Regions from separate parts of the Sus scrofa genome. Here regions 1 and 2 are each linked to region 3. The links are chromatin contacts, called in public Hi-C maps. All regions are on one chromosome and are shown on one strand. The core of a region is the stretch at or near the end of the contact, and the rest is flanking DNA. Distances in the headings are between cores, read along the strand shown.

What was found. A called contact is a pair of places that touch in the nucleus more often than the background predicts.
Region 1: a Hi-C map of heart right ventricle shows a contact between it and region 3, with 3 times the contacts expected there. The contact joins two enhancer-like sites. A contact is called at or near these places in 1 of 47 Hi-C or Micro-C datasets (heart right ventricle) and 1 of 2 datasets of contacts at active chromatin or transcription factors (skeletal muscle).
Region 2: a Hi-C map of embryonic fibroblasts shows a contact between it and region 3, with 2.9 times the contacts expected there. The contact joins two enhancer-like sites. A contact is called at or near these places in 2 of 47 Hi-C or Micro-C datasets (embryonic fibroblasts and heart right ventricle) and 1 of 2 datasets of contacts at active chromatin or transcription factors (alveolar macrophages).

Annotation. Positions count from the first base shown.
Region 1 is chr6:70,647,745-70,650,681 of Sscrofa11.1, forward strand. It overlaps KIF1B (kinesin-like protein KIF1B), which reads left to right. Exons shown (of 46, transcript XM_021095324.1): 36 at 139-253; 37 at 1,436-1,569; 38 at 2,351-2,412. Among named protein-coding and RNA genes, the nearest start is that of TRNAE-UUC, 20 kb to the right of the region's middle. Within about 2 kb of position 1,682, at least 1 of the 83 cell types and tissues checked has an H3K27ac peak or open chromatin away from gene starts, as enhancers often do.
Region 2 is chr6:70,692,379-70,695,265 of Sscrofa11.1, forward strand. PGD (6-phosphogluconate dehydrogenase, decarboxylating) reads left to right here. Exons shown (of 14, transcript XM_003127557.4): 14 at 1-319. Among named protein-coding and RNA genes, the nearest start is that of APITD1, 7.9 kb to the right of the region's middle. Within about 2 kb of position 1,548, at least 5 of the 83 cell types and tissues checked have an H3K27ac peak or open chromatin away from gene starts, as enhancers often do.
Region 3 is chr6:70,439,704-70,442,828 of Sscrofa11.1, forward strand. The region is part of intron 20 of UBE4B (ubiquitin conjugation factor E4 B); the gene reads left to right. Among named protein-coding and RNA genes, the nearest start is that of KIF1B, 54 kb to the right of the region's middle. Within about 2 kb of position 1,813, at least 7 of the 83 cell types and tissues checked have an H3K27ac peak or open chromatin away from gene starts, as enhancers often do.

The DNA.
Region 1 (2,937 bases), core at 432-2,931, 210 kb after region 3:
TCTGCTCTGCTGGTAGAGCTCAGTACATTGGAAGCGTTGGTTGGTGTAGGATTCTGCAGTATTCCTGACAGTGACAGGACCTGGACCAAGATGACATCAGCTGCTTTTGGGTGACTCCCTCTGCCTTTTTGACCTTAGGACCTTCTATCGTTTCGAGGCCGTGTGGGATAGCTCCCTCCACAACTCCCTCCTTCTGAACCGGGTGACACCCTATGGGGAAAAGATCTACATGACCTTGTCAGCCTACCTGGAGGTGAGAAGACCCAGAACCTGAGTGGCCATGAACGGCCAGCCCTGAACAGTGGGCACATTATACCAGGAAGTGGGGAGGAAAGATGTGACTGATTTTTGTCTTCCTTGCTCCCTCTATATCGTTAAGCTACTTATTTTAGTATACTTTGCTTACTCTTCTGATTATATTAGATTCTGTTCTCATCTCTAGTTAATCAAAAAGCCACATAGGAGTTCCCATCGTGGAGCAGTGGTTAACGAATCCGACTAGGAACCATGAGGTTGCGGGTTCGGTCCCTGCCCTTGCTCAGTGGGTTAAGGATCCAGTGTTGCCATGAGCTGTGGTGTAGGTCGCAGACGTGGCTCGGATCCCGAGTTGCTGTGGCTCCGGCGTAGGCCGGTGGCTACAGCTCCAATTAGACCCCTAGCCTGGGAACCTCCGTATGCCGCGGGAGCAGCCCAAGAAAATGGCAAAAAGACAAAAAAAAAAAAAAAAAAAAAGCCACATAACTTATATTGTAGCTTCAGCTTTACTAGCCTAATATCTATTCTTCAAAGAATGTATGATTTTAAGAAAACTACCTCTTGGGGTTCCCATGTGGCACAGTGGGTTAAGGATCTGGTCTTGTCCCTGCAGTGGTTCAGGTCACTGCTGTGGCATGGGTTCGATCCCTGGCCTGGGAGCTTCTGCATGCCACAGGCTTGGCAAAAAAAACCCACCTGTTGTTTTTGTAGTTGTGGACCAGGGCTAGTAGTGGTGAGCAGCACAGACTCTGGAGAAGTAGCCTCTCTGAGCTCGAGTTCCTGTACTGCCACTTACTGCTCTCATGTCCTTGGACAAGTGACTTCATCTCTCTGTGCCTCAGTTTCCCCATCTCCTAAACAGGGGTGACAGTAAATAACATTTACCTCAAAAGCTGTTGAGAGGCTGTAGACAAGGATTTAGAACAGTGCTTGGCATGTTAGCCATTATCACAGGAAAAACTTTGAACATTTTTTGAGAAAAATAAATGCATCTGCAAGGAATACCACCTGACCTTAAAGATGCTGTGTATTGGTTTGCTGTTGAAATAATTGGTAGAGCTGAAGTCTTCCACCCCAACATGTGGGACCAGCTTTCTAAATATGATAGCGCCCCGTCTGTGATCACAGGTCACAGGTGCTCAGTGTGCGTTTAACCCGCGCCCGCCCTGTCTGCTTTCAGCTGGATCACTGCATCCAGCCCGCCGTCATCACCAAGGATGTGTGCATGGTCTTCTACTCCCGGGACGCCAAGATCTCACCGCCTCGCTCCCTGCGCAGCCTCTTCGGCAGCGGCTATTCAAAGTCACCAGACTCGTGAGTTTTTGAGACAAGTTTAGCTTCTGGTTGGATTGCCCTGCACAGAATCAGCTAGTCTTCTGGGTATCTGTAGCTGCTGTTCTCAGGGTTCGTTCACAACCTGTAAGCTGTTTTGGTAACTGATGCCTAGAGTGCAGTGACTTAAATGCTGGCATCTCATCGTGTGCTGACAGATAGATGAGGTAGTGCAGAAAGGAACATGACATGTCAACACTTCTCAAACAGTTCGGCAGGGACTGAGTGTTCTTTTAAATGTCATTCTTATTTCTAAGTTTACCATTGGGATTTTCTTTTTTTTAAGATTTATGTTTAAGATCTGTAAACATACGTTGAAAACAACACCCTCAATACCTGTGCATCAAGAACCAGCTTAAAAATCAGGTGTAACTGAGAGAGTTAGTACCTTGCTCATCACACTTCTCAGAAGTTGATGTTTATCATTTCATTCTAGTCAGACTTTTACCTCCCTCATCTCTTCCTTCTTCTGGTAAAAAAGGGTAAATGTTTAATTTTTACATTTGTATTATAAATTATCTAGTTTATGATTCCGTTTTATTTATCCATTGAAATAAGAATGTTCAAAAGTTTTTCCTCCTAGAAAAAAATATACAGAAGTTCTGAATAGGAAAGGAAGAGTAACTGATGAGAAGTGTCTGTAATTGTATTTGAGGGTGGGTTGTAGTCCCAGCAGAGGAGACAGTGCTTTAAGTCGAGAGAATTGAGATTTTTCGTGTTTTTGTGCTATAATTAAGCAGTTTATTTGTTTTAATTCAAACAGCAATCGAGTCACTGGAATTTATGAACTCAGTTTATGCAAAATGGCAGACACAGGTAGTCCAGGTAAGCTCTAGATCGGGGGTGGTAGTGATCTCTGCATAATTAGAGCATATTATATCAAAAACCTACCCAACCCATGAAGGATAGATAAACATTTTTTAGAAACCAGTTTTATTTTACAAGCCACTTTGGTGGCATGGTAGGAGTTAGCTTTTTCTGAGTTACAGCACTCTTTGGTTTCTGACATGCAATGCAGTTGTAAAAACTAGATGAAACAGAATGTTACTGGGCTCTGGATACTTTAGAACATCCGAGTGTGTCAGAATGAATTTGGCTTGGAAAACTTCAGAACCATCTCCCTCCCCACCTTAGCCCCAAAGATAACTTGACAGTATAACTTTACAGGTGCTATCAAACTAGAATTTGAACTTCCTATGCTCTAGAAGGACAAATTATTACCTTGAACTTGTTCTGTGTCCTCATGTCTCCCTGGACTGCTGTTTTTCCTCCAGCCTGATGGCCTTAAGTAGCAACGTACATTTCTGTGTTGGTAAAGTGGAACATGGACAAAAATCAGGGTTTTTAAAA
Region 2 (2,887 bases), core at 298-2,797, 250 kb after region 3:
TTTTAAAACAGTGTCAGAAGAGACTCCTCTGCAACATCAACCCAAGTTTACTTGCAAAGCAGTTCCAGGAGAACCAGCACGCCTCTGCGGGCCGAGCAGGATCCCAGTGTGTGTGGGACAGTTCTCGCCAGCTCCGGAAGGCAGCGTCCCCGCGTCCCCGGGGGATTAGGGAGGCAGGGGGAGTCTGCCCTGACAGAGGCAGCGGCTCTCACCACATGGGTAGGAAAGGTTTTTATGGAATTTGATCAAACTGGAACCTTTGTATCATGCAGCTGAATTCCCTTTCCCTTTACTTAATAAAAGTAAAAAAAAAAAAAAAGGAAAATCATATTGAAAATGCTTTTTTCCAGATTCTTAGCTATTCTCACCTCACCCACACCAACCATGGCCTCACTGGCAGAAAGATGTGGAGCCAGTTTCGTTATATTTGAATGAGTTTATTTCCTTCTGGCCTTGTTAAATATTTCCCTCTTTGTTTTCTTTAAAAAAAAAGAAAGACCCCAACCATGACACCGGAAACGCGGAAGCTGGGTAATAAACTCGGGCGGGAAGGATGAGATGGTCACACGTGAGGGGATTGGCTTATGACTTAACAGCTGTATGACTTTGGGCAAATTATTTAGTATCCGTGGCCTCAGTTTTCTCGTGTGTAAAGTGGGGGTAATAATCTCGCCTGCCTCCTTCAGGCTGTTGTGAGGAATGATCTAGTGAAAACAGGCCAACATGCCACGTGACAAGCGCCTGTATAAATGGTAATTATTATCATCACCACTTCAGGGAATGCCTGTGCCTGAAGCAGCGGTATTTCTGAGGGTTGGAAACCAGATGTCGCCCCTCGGCACTCCCCAGGGAATGCACTTCGCAAGGCAGCCCTCAGAAAGTTCCTAGTGGGGCGCCTCTGTTGCTCAAGTTTATGCAGTTAAGACAAACATCTTCAGAGGACACACCACTGCCATAACCCCTCCCTCATCTGCCTGGTGGGGAGGTAGATTCTGATTCGGCAGGTCTGGGGTGGGGCACACTCTGCGTCTCTAGCAAGCTCCCAGGCGTGGCCATTCTGGCACAGAAAGGGCAAAATAAACAGATGCTACTTTTATTGTTAAAAGAACAGGAGTTCCCATTGTGGCTCAGTGGAGACGAATCTGACTGGCATCCATGAGGTTGCAGGTTTGATCCCTGGCCTCACTCAGTGGGTTAAGGATCCAGCAATGCTGTGAGCTATGGTGTAGGTCACAGACGAGGCTCAGATCTGGTGTAGGTGTAGGCTAGTGGCTACAGCTCTGATTTGGGAACCTCCATATGCTGCAGGCACAGCGATAAAAAGACAAAGTAAAAAAAAGGATAGACCAGTCCTTGGCCTAGGTCCTTGACAGGGAGACGTTTTTTTACTATCTATGATTTCATGGCTTTTGAATATTATACCCTGTAACTTATTTGAAAAATCTATCAATAAAAAACTCCGTTAGCGCTAGCAAAGGCAGCCTAGGCTACTGGTTAGGAGCCTGGGCCCAAAACTTGGCTCCACCACTACTTCGCTGTCATGCTACATGTTAACCTCTGCCTGGGGACTTGCTTATCTGGAGAAGCGGGTGCTGCGAATACCAACGTCACACAGCTGTTCTGCGGGCTGAGTTCGTGTCGGCCACGGGGCATACTGTTTAAGGTTTACTATTTATTACCTACCTCCTGCTGAAGAGTAGTGGAACAATTCTAAAAGGGGACAGAGGTGGCCACGCTGGGGTTCTGCCCCCAGCCAAGTCAGTCCTGTCCAGCCAAACTGCCGTAGGGGCCATCTAGGGTTTTCCAGCAAAGGGCCTTCCTTGGCAGAAGTTGCAGGCCTGTTGTGACATCAGCCACAGCTTCTTTCTGCTTTAGTGGGGACAGAGACATGCATTAGACAGGATTTCTCAGCAGAGGCATTGGGAGGGGATTTGCAGGTGCTACACTTCTCTGACGCAGATGTGCAGCCATCTTCCTAGGAGGGTAGGAGACCTCGGGGATGTAAACACCTGACTAGCACGTATGTCGGCAGACGCGGTCGCCGTCTAGTGACAGACATGCTGTTCCACTTACTACTGCTTGGTGTGTGACAAACCACCCCAAACTCAGTGGTGTAACATTAACCACCATTTTTATTATTCTCCTCATTCTGAGGGTCAGGAATTTGGAAGGGTTTGGGGTACAGCTTGTCTGTCCCACAATGTCTGAGGCCTCAGCTAGGAAGACTGACGCTGGGGGGGCGGGGGGGATTCCATGGCCAGGGTCATCTTCATTTGTCAGGTGGTTGATGCTGGGGCTACTGGCTGGGACCCCAGCGGGCGCCATCAGCTGGAAAGGTGCACGGCACCTTCACCTCGTGGCCTCAGCCACAGCAACACAGGATCCAAGCCGCATCTGCAACCTACACCACAGCTCATGGCAACACTGGATCCTTGACCCACTGAGGGAGGCCAGGGATGGAACTCGAGTCCTCACAGATACCAGTCAGGTTCATTTCTACTGCGCCACAACGGGAACTCCAGGCACTGTTTTAAATTTACTCATTTACTACAACCGCCTCTGAAGCAGGTGCCATGATTATCCCCAATTTACCTTGGATGATGTAAGATTTACAAAGATGCAAACTTGTCTGAGGTCACGAGGCTCCTGCAGAACTGAAATTCAAGCCCCACAATCTGGTGCCAGAATCCACGCACTTAATCTTTAGCCTATCTTACCGCTCAATGTGTACAATTCATTTATTCACTGGCAGATTTATTGTATACCTACTATGTGCCAGGCACTGTGCTGGGAACCGTTGGTTTGGTGGTGAGACAATTTGAAAGTCTTGACTTCATGGGCTCCTAGAAAACATACAACAGCTGATGGAGACTGGCTTCTGAGTTGG
Region 3 (3,125 bases), core at 563-3,062:
AGCTCATCCTCATGGATTCTAGCCACATTTGTTCCTGCAGCACCACAGCGGGTGAAAAGGCAATTAAGGAACATTGGGTAACCCAGATGGTCGGTGCAGGAAGCAGCCTTCATCTGTCCCAAGGGCTCGGGGAACCAAAGGAAAAAGCTGGGGTTACTGGAATCTGGTAGCGCAAATGAGGGTTCGGACAGAACTTGGACCCAGGCCTGAGGGAGGACACTTGTGCTGCTGGTGTCTCTCGGGGCGACCAAGGTTGCGGGTCCTGCGAGTGTGGAACGAGGCTGGAAGCTGGAGCCAACTGCTCCTTCGGTTTTCCTGTTCCCCTGCAGCGCCCCCTGTCGGCAGTCCCAGCAGAGGCCCGCCGGCAAAGGGACGCCCAAGAGTGGGTCCCAGCCCCACACACAGAGCGGAGTGTAAGGGGTGGATTGGGACTGACGGCCAGCAACTAAGTAACCAGCACACACTCTTACATGTAAACGTCATTTCCAGGACTCTGTCCTGTGGAAATAATTATAACTGTGTGTAAATGTTTATAACAGCGTTCACTGTGTTTGCATTTAGCATGTGGTGGAGTGACGATATTTTAAAAGCCCTAAATTCATGCCAGTTGTGGATCATTTAAGTGAATTATAGTTTATCCATTCAGTGGATCTGTATGAGCCATGAGAAACAGTTCAGCGTTTCAGCGGTTAAGTAATAGAAAGTGGAGAAAATGCCATGTAATGAAATAGCACGTAACGTGTGACCACAGTTTGGTACAGACACACGTGAGTGTGTAAAACTATGGGAGAACATACACCGAAATATTAACAGCGAGTTGGTTATTTTTGAGTTGGTAGAATTGTGGGTGGTTTTTTCTTTTCTAAAAATGATCTGGGAGTTCTGATCGTGGTGCAGGGGAAACAAATCCTATGAGGAACCATGAGGGGGGCCAGCTCGATCCCTGGCCTTGCTCAGTGGGTTAAGGATCCGGCATCGTCGTGAGCTGTGGTATATTTAGGTCGCAGACGCAGCTCAGATCTGGCGCTGGTGTGGCTCTGGTGCAGGCCAGCAGCAACAGTTCCAATTCGACCCCTAGCCTGGGAACTTCCATCTGCTGCGGGTGCGGCCCTAAAAAGACAAAAGACAAAAAAAAAAAAAAAAAAAAAAAAAAAGATCGCAACATCTTCCTTGTACAGTAAACATGTATGGTTAGTGTTAAGCACAGAAAATTCAGTTAAGTGCATTCTGAGGAATTCCCTGGTGGCCTGGTGGTGAAGGGATCCAGCGTTGTTGCCATTGTGACATGGGTTTAATCCCTGGCCTGAAAACTTCCTCATGCTGTGGACCTGGCAAAGAAAGAAAAAAAAAAGCAAAGCATTTTGAACTCAGTGCCCGGGGCCTATCACTGTGCTTCAGAATAAAGGACGGGGCTGGGCCTCTTGCCTGTGAGACCAGTGCTGGGCCTGGGGGGCGCTGCCAGGAAGATACCAGGAGCTTGTGGGTGAGGGTGTTTCTCCTCTCCCGCCCCCCTCTTGCCACGAAGCCGTGTGCCCTCTGGCCCTGCACCACCTCTCCCCACAAATGATACCCTGCTAATAATAGCCACTGCGTATTGAATATTTACTAATCCTCCACTTAATCCTCACAGCAGTCCTCAAGAGGGGCGCTATAAATATCTCCTTGGTACAAATGAGGAAACTGCAGCTTAGAAAGGTCAAGAAGCTTGCTGAAGGTCGGCAGCCAGCAGCTGGGCTTTGGCACAGGTGCTCCTGACTGCTGCGCTGTCCCTCCTGTGTCATTGCGGGCTGGCGCCAGCAGAGCCCTGCAGTAGGCATCCCAGACACTGCCCCACGTGTCTGTCAAGTCCATGCTAAGTCCTGCTGACCTAGGTCTGCTGACCTAGGTCCTGGCTCCCGAGCGGGTCGTACTCTCAGACATGACCCAGAGGTTGCTCTCTGTGACAGGCTCCTCCTTGACACCCCAGAGAGAGTATTCTAGTTTGGACAATGCTTCGGGTCAAATTGTTGCTCCAAAAATAACACTGAGTTTCAAAATACGAGTATTTTATTTGTACCACAGCGGTGAGTGCTGTAAGGGCCAGCTCTCAAAACTTGGCCTCTCGGAACCTGGAAGAACACTGATAACCAAGACTTACTTCCAGACTGTTCCCTTCCCCAAGCTGACCCGAGTCAGCAAGCCAGCATAGCTTCGATCACTAATTCAGCAAATACGGACGGAGCACCTCCGGGGTGTCCGCGCTGGTGCCCCTGCAGGGCCGTGGTTCGGCCGTCAGACTCCCTGCTGTCGTCGGTTGAGGCCTCCTAGCTGGGAGGCAGACACTGAACTGGTGAATAAGATAGTTCCAGACAGTGAGTCTGGGAGGGGGCACCGTGTGCGTTTCAGAAGCCTGGCCAGGGAAGTCTCTGAGGAGCTGGCCTTGGAGAAAGGCCTGAAGCCGAGACCATAGGAAGGAACCATAAGATCCTGGCCCCAGAGCAGCAGGCAGCGAGGACAGCGAGTTTAAAGGCCCTGCGGTCCGCATGGCTTATCAGGCCTTGTGCCAGAGAAGCAAAGAGCAAGCGACCAGCGGGAATCTAGTTCACGGCCGGCCCCTTAGAACTCAGTCTTGGGGGTCAGGACTTGGGCAATTTTGAGGGAACTTGAAGAACGGATTTTTTATTTTATGTAGTGTTGGGATGCGTCATAGCGGTCATTACTCGGCCTCTGCCTCGTTCAGGATCCAGGACAGGTTTTATGCGCAGTTGAGAGCACGGACGAGGCTCCGTGTCAGCCCCCGTGCCTCCTGCAGACTCTGCTAAGCCAGCTCCACGCGTGTATACAGCTGGTAAAGTGACGCGCAGCTCAGCGTAGAGAAAGGTTGGCCTAATGGATAGACGTAAGTGCTTTCGCCTCTTCGTACCATAAGTCTTAGCTCATTCCTTTTATCTTTAAATAACGATTTTCTTTTTCGCCCCAAAAAAGCGTTCGTTGGGAAATATAGAAAAATACCAAGAAGAAAAGAAAAATCATTGATAATCTCTGCACTCAGAGAGACTCTCTGTTGACATTTTGCTCCGTGTCTTTCCAGTCAACTTGTAAATCACCTGTGTATATGTGTGCGTTGTATTTTTTTTTTTTTTTTG